Linked DNA regions of Mus musculus: region 2 is linked to region 1. A link is a contact called in public Hi-C data. All regions are on one chromosome and are shown on one strand. The core of a region is the stretch at or near the end of the contact, and the rest is flanking DNA. Distances in the headings are between cores, read along the strand shown.

The links. A called contact is a pair of places that touch in the nucleus more often than the background predicts.
Region 2: a Hi-C map of conventional dendritic cells shows a contact between it and region 1, with 5 times the contacts expected there. The contact joins two enhancer-like sites. A contact is called at or near these places in 1 of 39 promoter capture datasets (cranial neural crest), 1 of 484 Hi-C or Micro-C datasets (conventional dendritic cells) and 1 of 115 datasets of contacts at active chromatin or transcription factors (fibro-adipogenic progenitors).

What each region holds. Positions count from the first base shown.
Region 1 is chr9:35,057,427-35,061,235 of GRCm38.p6, forward strand. The region is part of intron 1 of St3gal4 (ST3 beta-galactoside alpha-2,3-sialyltransferase 4); the gene reads right to left. Gm51705 (a long non-coding RNA gene) reads left to right here. Exons shown (of 3, transcript XR_003948316.1): 3 at 2,486-2,539. Among named protein-coding and RNA genes, the nearest start is that of Gm51705, 4.6 kb to the left of the region's middle. Within about 2 kb of position 1,310, at least 18 of the 459 cell types and tissues checked have an H3K27ac peak or open chromatin away from gene starts, as enhancers often do. A contact at or near this core is called in conventional dendritic cells, where this site is marked.
Region 2 is chr9:35,481,452-35,485,590 of GRCm38.p6, forward strand. Cdon (cell adhesion molecule-related/down-regulated by oncogenes) reads left to right here. Exons shown (of 19, transcript NM_021339.2): 14 at 1,647-1,769. Among named protein-coding and RNA genes, the nearest start is that of Cdon, 31 kb to the left of the region's middle. Within about 2 kb of position 2,305, at least 22 of the 459 cell types and tissues checked have an H3K27ac peak or open chromatin away from gene starts, as enhancers often do. A contact at or near this core is called in conventional dendritic cells, where this site is marked.

The DNA.
Region 1 (3,809 bases), core at 60-2,559:
CTTTCTTTCTAAGCACTTCTCTCTTAGCCTTCATGCTTAAAATACATTAAAATATCTTTAATAAACCCCAACTCTGCTCCCCTCCAAAACGTAAATGCTTTAAAAACTTAAAGCATTAAATGAATGGCATGTTAGGTGACCATGGAATGTCATATGTCCTTCTCTGGCTCTCATTTTCTTCAGCTGTCAATACAGGAAGCAGATCGATAGATAGATCCCTGCTGCTCAAATGCGCTTGTTAGTTTAGGAACGTGGGCACCCCAGGGACCCTTATTAGCGAATCAGAATCCTAGGCCTCCTGCATATCTACAAAATCAGAATGGAGATTTGAACTTGACACTACATTTAAGTCTGAAAAGCAGTGTTCATGGAAGAGATTCTGAACGATAGCTGAACAGGGAAGTGGCCTGTTGTAGGGGTAACAAGATGTCTCAGCACGGAAAAGTGCCTGTGGCCACACCTGATAACCTGTTCCCTCAAGTTGTCCTCTGAGCTCCATATACAAGCACACACACACACACACACACACACACACACACATACACACACACACACACACACACTCTCCCACCCCAACATAAAAAAAAAATAAAATAAATGTAAAAATAAAACCACTTAAAACTCTTAATGAGTATTTATTCTGGTCCATATGAAGAAATTCTGGTTCATTACTCTAACCTAGCCCTGGAATTTATGTACACATGGCGAGCAAGCAATTCTAATATGCAGGAAAACCATCAGATTAGATAGATAGCCTTCAAAGCTTCCTACTTAACCTTTGATAAGCACACTTTGATTCCAAGGGGTATGGGTTAGGCCTGCCTAAAAACTCTGCCTCCATCTGTCCGAAGATGAAACAGCCAGAAGGCCTCATCTTGGATTTTACAACCTCCATAACCATGATCTGAATGAACTTCTGTTCATTATACAGTATCCCTTGGGCCCTGCTAGGACCACGCTTGGAGTTGTTATAAAACTTCTGTGCCAGAATTGTTCATTAACTGCCTTCTCTCCTGCCCTCCTTCCTCCAGATCTTTCCTAAGAGGGGACGGGGGTGATGGGGGTGATGGAAGTGGAGAGGGAGATTCCATTTAAGTTGGCATTGACCTGAGGGGTTTAAAGTATCCGGATGTCTAGGTCAGGCTCTCCATGATTTTATTATATTAGTTAGAAGTCAAGCACCAGTAGTAAAAATGAAACACCCCCCCCCCAAAAAAAAACCTACCTCCTCTATGATGCTAGCATGAAGCCAAAATGGAAAATACCACATAGAACAGGTTCCAGAGTAAATGAACAACTTAGCCACACTCTGGCCTTGACCTTTAGGAAAGATTTTGGCAGTCACTACTAAGTAGCCTGGAGCAAACCCAAGCAACAAGACAGCTACTCCTTCTTTGGCTTCTTTCCCAATGCAGGTCTACACTGGCACATCTTTTTTTCTAGATCAGAACCAGGACAGCTCTATGTAGCCTGGCTAGTATTAAGGTTTGCTCCAAGGTGTCCCATCACAAACTTAAGCATGCTACTTCCTTTCCTTGCTGGGCTAGCCCAGAGAATTGCTTTGTATCTCCGGGTATTCCAGAGGCACGGGGCTTCTTGGACTGGTTGCTACAAGGACAATCTGTTGAGGGGAAGCCTGCAGTTGATCTATTCATGTCCAAGGCTCAGCAGCCTCCCCTCTGAACCAGTTGCCAAGAAGAACCACTCATTCACAGGTCAGCTACAATGCAAAGCTAGCCCACAGCAAGATAGCTATCTGCACCCTTGGTATTCTGCCATGAACAAGGTGTCCCTGGCTTAAAATGAGCTGATGAGCCTAGCCAGGGGACATGGGAAGAAACAGGGCCCTGTAGGAACTGGTACCCAGCCAATGCCTGCTATCCAAAAGGACTTCAACTAGATCAATATCCCCCAAAGGTTGAGCAGGTGACAGGCAGCCCAAGGTTTGCTCAATGGCTCTATGCCCTTTAGACCTTGATTTTTTTTCTATGAATTGAACTCAAGCCTTTGGCATGCTAGGCAAGTGCTCTACTATGGAACCATATCCCGCTGGTTCTCAGTTCTGTAGGGGAAAAAAGTAGAGCCCTTCTAACACCTTCAGACTCACCTACCAGTTTTCTCTCCAAATTCTACCACCTAGGTGAGAAATCCCAATCTATCACTTTCCCAGAATCTGGTACAGCCAAAGCCACACCTTTTGGCCCTTCCTAGTTTTATCTCTGACCAATAAACATGCTTCTCTTAAAGTAACTGTCTGTGGCTGCATCATCCTACCGTAGGCTACCCTTGCCTCAGGCTTTCCTCCAAAGCTAAACCTCTTCGCCCCACTCCCTTACCATCTACCATCTCCACCTTTCCCTGAGAAACGGAACACCAAGCCTTGTTCTGGCTTAGAACACTCCATCTCAGAAACCATCTATCTCAAAAGCCTGATGCTGGCATTGCGCAACCAGGAACCTACAAATTCAATCCTTATGCCCTGCAGATACATCAGACGCATGCCTGATGATCGATACTGTCAACCTGTCAGGATCTAGAATCACCTAAGGTATGTCTGAGTGATCTTTCAGATTAGGTTTCATTGGGGTGGGAAGATCAACCACGCCAAAGGCATCACAGTTCCTCTAGCTGGCTGTGGCCAAGACTAACTATAAGGGAGGAAGTGAGCTGGGCACCAGCAGAGGGCCCTTTGCTTCCCCGATTTGCAAGCAGTGTGACCAGCCACCTCTCACCCTGACTGCCAGGCTTTTCCCACCACGATGGACTGTACCCTCAAACTGTGAGCCAAAAACAAACAAACAAACAAACAAAAAACCAAACAGTTCCTTCCTTAAATTGCTTGTTAGGTATTTTGCCATGTCAACTAGAAAAGAAACTGATAAACTGCAAGTGTCCCCAAGCACACTAACAGAGCCTAGATCCTTCCCACAGCATATTCCATACCCCCATCCCCACACTTGCCCAGGTTTTTCTGCACTAGGATACCTCATATGGTTTAAATGTGAGCCCTTACGTTCATGCATTGAAAACTTGATCCTGAATGTGTGGTATTGGGAGACGGGACCTATAAGGAGATGTGTAGGGCTCAGTAATAGAAAACCTGTCTAGCGTTCCTTTCTCAGTACTTTGGGCAGAGAGTTCTGCCCTCATGAGTGAACCAGTGTCCTCCCCTTGCACCCCCCACACACAGAGGAATGGATTCTGTAAGCTGGAAATGGAGTTATTATAATAAGACAAATTTGGCCTCTCACCCTCTCCCCTACTTCCACTCTCTGCCCCTCCTTCTGCCTCCATCTGTCCGAAGATGAATCAGCCAGAAGGCCTCATCTTGGATTTTGCATCCTCCATAACCATGATCTAAATGAACGTCTATTCATTATACAGTATCCAGGCTACAGAATTTGGTTAAAGCAGCACAAAGCAGACTAAGAATGATCTAATCTTGATAAGTAGGGCAAGTACTGTTACAAATACCCGAAAACGTGAAATTACCTTTGGAACCGGCTAGAGAGGAGAGGCTAGAAAAAAATCCGCATGTGCAGGCTAGGAAAAGTTAAGGTGAACAGAGAGTCAGGCAAGGGCTCACATTAGAACTGTAGGGAAAGTCTGGACTTTCTTATACATTACACAAGTGGTGCAGAAACTAGAGTAAAAACCATCCTAGTAATAAAGTGGCTAACAATATGGCTGAATTGTTAGTGCCCTAAAACTTTACAGAATAGGAGGAAAGAGGATATTTGGTGGAAGAAGCTTGGTCACAAAGCACTCAGGATGCTGTGTGGCTTAACTGTCCACCCTAGATTGTGAGT
Region 2 (4,139 bases), core at 1,055-3,554, 430 kb after region 1:
GTGGAGTGGCAGGGACACCGGTGTGTAAAGCTTACTCTGCTGTGCAGCTCTGAGGGGGATGCTCTGCAGAGGGTGTACACTCACTGATGGGGCTTAGACCCAACAGTGCACATAGCTGCCTCACTCATCAAATATAAACACTCCTTCTCTTTACCAACCTATAGTGTTTGCTGTTGGAAAGATTGGACACAACAATAAAATATAAACCTAAGAAGGTGTAGATTGTAACTGTTTTCTCCTAAAAACAAGTCAGAAGCTTAACCCACTGTTACTGGTTCTCTGAAACCTAACTAGTTCTTTGGCTCTAATGGAGATGCTTGTGGATGGGAGGTAGCACCAGGAAAGCCCAAAAGGTAGAGTCAAGAAGTAGTCCTATGGGATGGTTTCGCATTTTAGAAATAGGCCCATTCTAGCTTCAACCAGTTCTTTGATGAAAGAAAAGCCAACCAACCAACCAAAACAAAACCAAAAACAAGTTGGGACAGAGGGGAGGTCTCTTTACAAGTATACACACACACACACACACACACACACACACACACACACAAGCATGTATGTATAAGTATATACATAAAGTCTAGAACCCACTCCTACAGCTCTGCAGAGACACTGGATCTTAGACAATCGGATTTTCTCTCCTGTAAGGTGGGAGTCTGTGTGAACGAGGGTTTTCTATGCTAACGGCTTGGAAAGGGGCTGACATGTTTCTGTCTGTGTTGAATTAGAAAGGAGCCTGTGATACTGGTCCTGACAGCCAAGCAGATTTGACTTACGCATGTGGTGTGCTTTTTTGTTTTTTCTTTCCCTTTAATTAATTCTTACATCAGTTGGTGGCATGCTTGGATTTCTAGGAAACACTGGACACAGTCTGAAGAGTCATTTTTCTAAAAGGGATTAAGAATACTTGAAGAGTTAATTAAATCTGGCAAAAGTGTCCCTGTTTATGAAACTTTGTCACAGATCCATGAAAGTGAAAACGGAGGGTGATTTACACTGGAGTGCTCGGTTTGGGAGTGTTTCTAAATGAAACCTTGGCTGCATGCCACAGATAACAGAATCCTAATAGTGGAGACACTTGTGTGGTTCTGAGACCCCGACTCAGAAGAAACGTGGCCTCAGGAGTGGCAGCTGAGGGTTCCCACTGCAGTTTGCCTTCTGTGGGATGCTCAGACCTTTATTAAGGTGTTTGACTGTCAGCCTGGGATGTGTCCGTGGCAATGGAAGAGAGTTCTGGGAAAGCCTTCCTTGCAGCTGCTTGCCTCCTCAGCACCATGCACTGCCTGCTGTCGTTTGTACCGTGGCTTTTTTAGCGGATGGGCATAGTGACCGGGCTTGCTGGGCTGAAATGAGGCTTTGAGATGTTTTTCCTCTATGCCACTAATTTTTAATAAAACCAGCATGGCTACCAATTCACAGATACCCTTTAATTAAGTTTATGTCTTCACCTCCTTTTCACGTCCTTTACAAGCCACTTAGTAGAAATGCTATTCATCCATGATGCACTAACGTGGAGTACATTTTTTTTTTTTTGTTCACAAGCTGTATGAAATGGCAAGGGATTCTATAAATCTCTTTCTGAAAATCCCAAATCGATGTCATGCAGGCTGTGTGATATCTACAGCTAGTCTCTCGTTTCTCTTCTCTAGGCTCAAAGCAGTGGCACACCATTGGTCACCTGCAGCCAGAGACCTCCTATGACATTAAGATGCAGTGCTTTAATGAAGGAGGGGAGAGTGAGTTCAGCAACGTGATGATCTGCGAGACTAAAGGTAGGAGAGCATGGAGGCTGGTGTCTCTCCCTGGCCAGTTACTAGAATTCCAAACTCTAGATCACGTGTTTCTGTGTGGGGAGTTCTGCTCTGGATGAGTTCCTAGATGAACTTACATACACATGTACCCTATAGAAGTCCATGGTGTCGGCTAGAGCATTCATCTAAAAACATGTCTCTGTGAACATTAGTGGTGCCCATTACTTCCCATGTGACTGTATGTAAGTCACTTCTTTTTTTTCTGTTCTCTAAGAAGCGAGTAGACATATTTGCTATCTACTTTCTATGAAAATTGCAATATTAATAGAACTGTAGAAAATTAAGAAGTACCACACATGTGTTACGGTTCTGATAATTCATGTCTGAGGCTGGGAACTTCGTAAGGAGAGGGGGATGCTAGCTAGTGTCAGTTCAGCTCTGTGAAGACCTGTGACAAGTGACATCACCATGATAGGAGTGCATGTAAGAGGGAGTGATCAGCTGCCAGAAAGCCAAAAAGGCCAGACAGGGGTCAGACTTGGTCTTTGATAACAGCTCTCTCATGAGAACTAAGTAGAACCTCAGCAGTTCCTTTTGAGTCAGGGATCCCGGACTCTCCTCTAGTCTCTCTGCCTTTTTAAGGTCTCACCACCTCTTAACATGACCACACTGGGGACCAGGCTACCAGCACAACAATCTGCTTAAATCGCTTTCTTGAATGACAAATTCTTTAAGTATGTGCTGAATTTTGCTTAAGTTTAAGGTAACAGTCACAGATTCTAAATTCTCACTCTAAACTCTACCTACACACACAGCATACCTATAAAAGGAGAAGACACACATAAGAATAGAGAAATAGCTAACCTGGATGTTTATAAAGCAGAACTGAAAGTCTGTGTGTCACCTTGAGGCTTTTCTCAACTATCGGTAACACGAAAGTCCCTGCTGGGGATTTCTGTTGTCTCAATGCTTAGTGAGAAGTAGAGAACGAGCTCTGAGGTCATTTAGGGCATTCTCTGTGTTCTCTTTCCTCTTTGCCTTCTCCTGGGTGCAGCACTGCTTATAGTGAGCAGATCTGGCTTTACATGTAGTCATGTAGAAATGCTAAGATCTGGCAATGCCTATTTCTAAGTTCCTCCTACTCCTCCTCTTCCGCTTCCTCCATCATCATCATCATCATCATCATCATCTTACACTGGGTCTTATATATGCCAGACTAGCCTTGCACTCACTACATAACCTTGAACTTGCAATCCTCTTACCTAAATGCTGAGATTATAGGCTTGCAGCATCATGCTCAGTTCATGGTGCTGGCACTCAAACCCAGGGCTTTGTGATATCCTACATCTTCAGACCTTAAGGAGGATCTTTTAAAGAAGGCTTAGGTAGCACGGAAGAAAGTTGTTGAGTATTCAGGGTAGCCATCAATGTCTGCTACAATTATTTTTATTTGAAAATAAGGAAATGAGTAAAAAGCAAGGGAACAAATACTTGAGGTTGAATTGCAAAGCCAGGCTTACTTCGCTCTCATAAAGTTTCAATCATGTGTCTTTCTGCTGAAAAAGTCTCCCGTTAAGTCCACATTAAACATCTGTTCACCTGGACCTGATTTCAACTTTCATATGGCTAACATATCCATGGATATCTCTATGAAGTAGACACTGGACTGGATTCATTCGGATGTCTTGCTTGTTTCTAGAGTGCTGTGATACTCAACATAATGAACTATGTCATCTCTTTACCAGGAACATTAAAACTTTTACCAGTCTGCTTCTTGCAGAGCACAGCAGTTGGTTCCCAGTAGCTATGTAGGGTGGTTCACACGTGCTGTAACTCCAGTGCCAGAGGATCCAACACCGTCTTCTGGCTTTTAAGGGCATTGGAGTGCGCACGCACACTCACGCAAACACACATACACACTGTCTCATAAATCTTGCCAGGCATAATAGGAAACAATTCTGGTGTAGGGTTGCAGCTCTGAGAGAAGGCATCTGCTTAGCATGTAGAAAGGTGTGTTCCATCCCCGGCACTGCAAAGAGGAAGGGACTAAAACAGTGTTATGTGTTTTCTGGTCATACAGTGGTGTTCAGAACAGCATACCTTGTTATCAGCTGCAGTTTACAGCCAGTAGAAATGTATTGACTGGGGGCTGCGAAGTCAAAGCAGAGTGCTGACAGTCTGGCAGGGACCTCCAAATGCTGTGTGGTGGAAGAACAAAGGAGCGAGACCAAACCAGAAAAGTCCAAATTCAAACCCGTTTCCATATGACCAGCCCACTCTTGTAATAACGGCATTGATCTGTCAGTGGGGGTAACGCCCTTACGACCTAATCACCAGTTCCACTTCCTGATGCTGTTAGCATGATGGTTAGGCTCCCACCTGGGTTTGGAA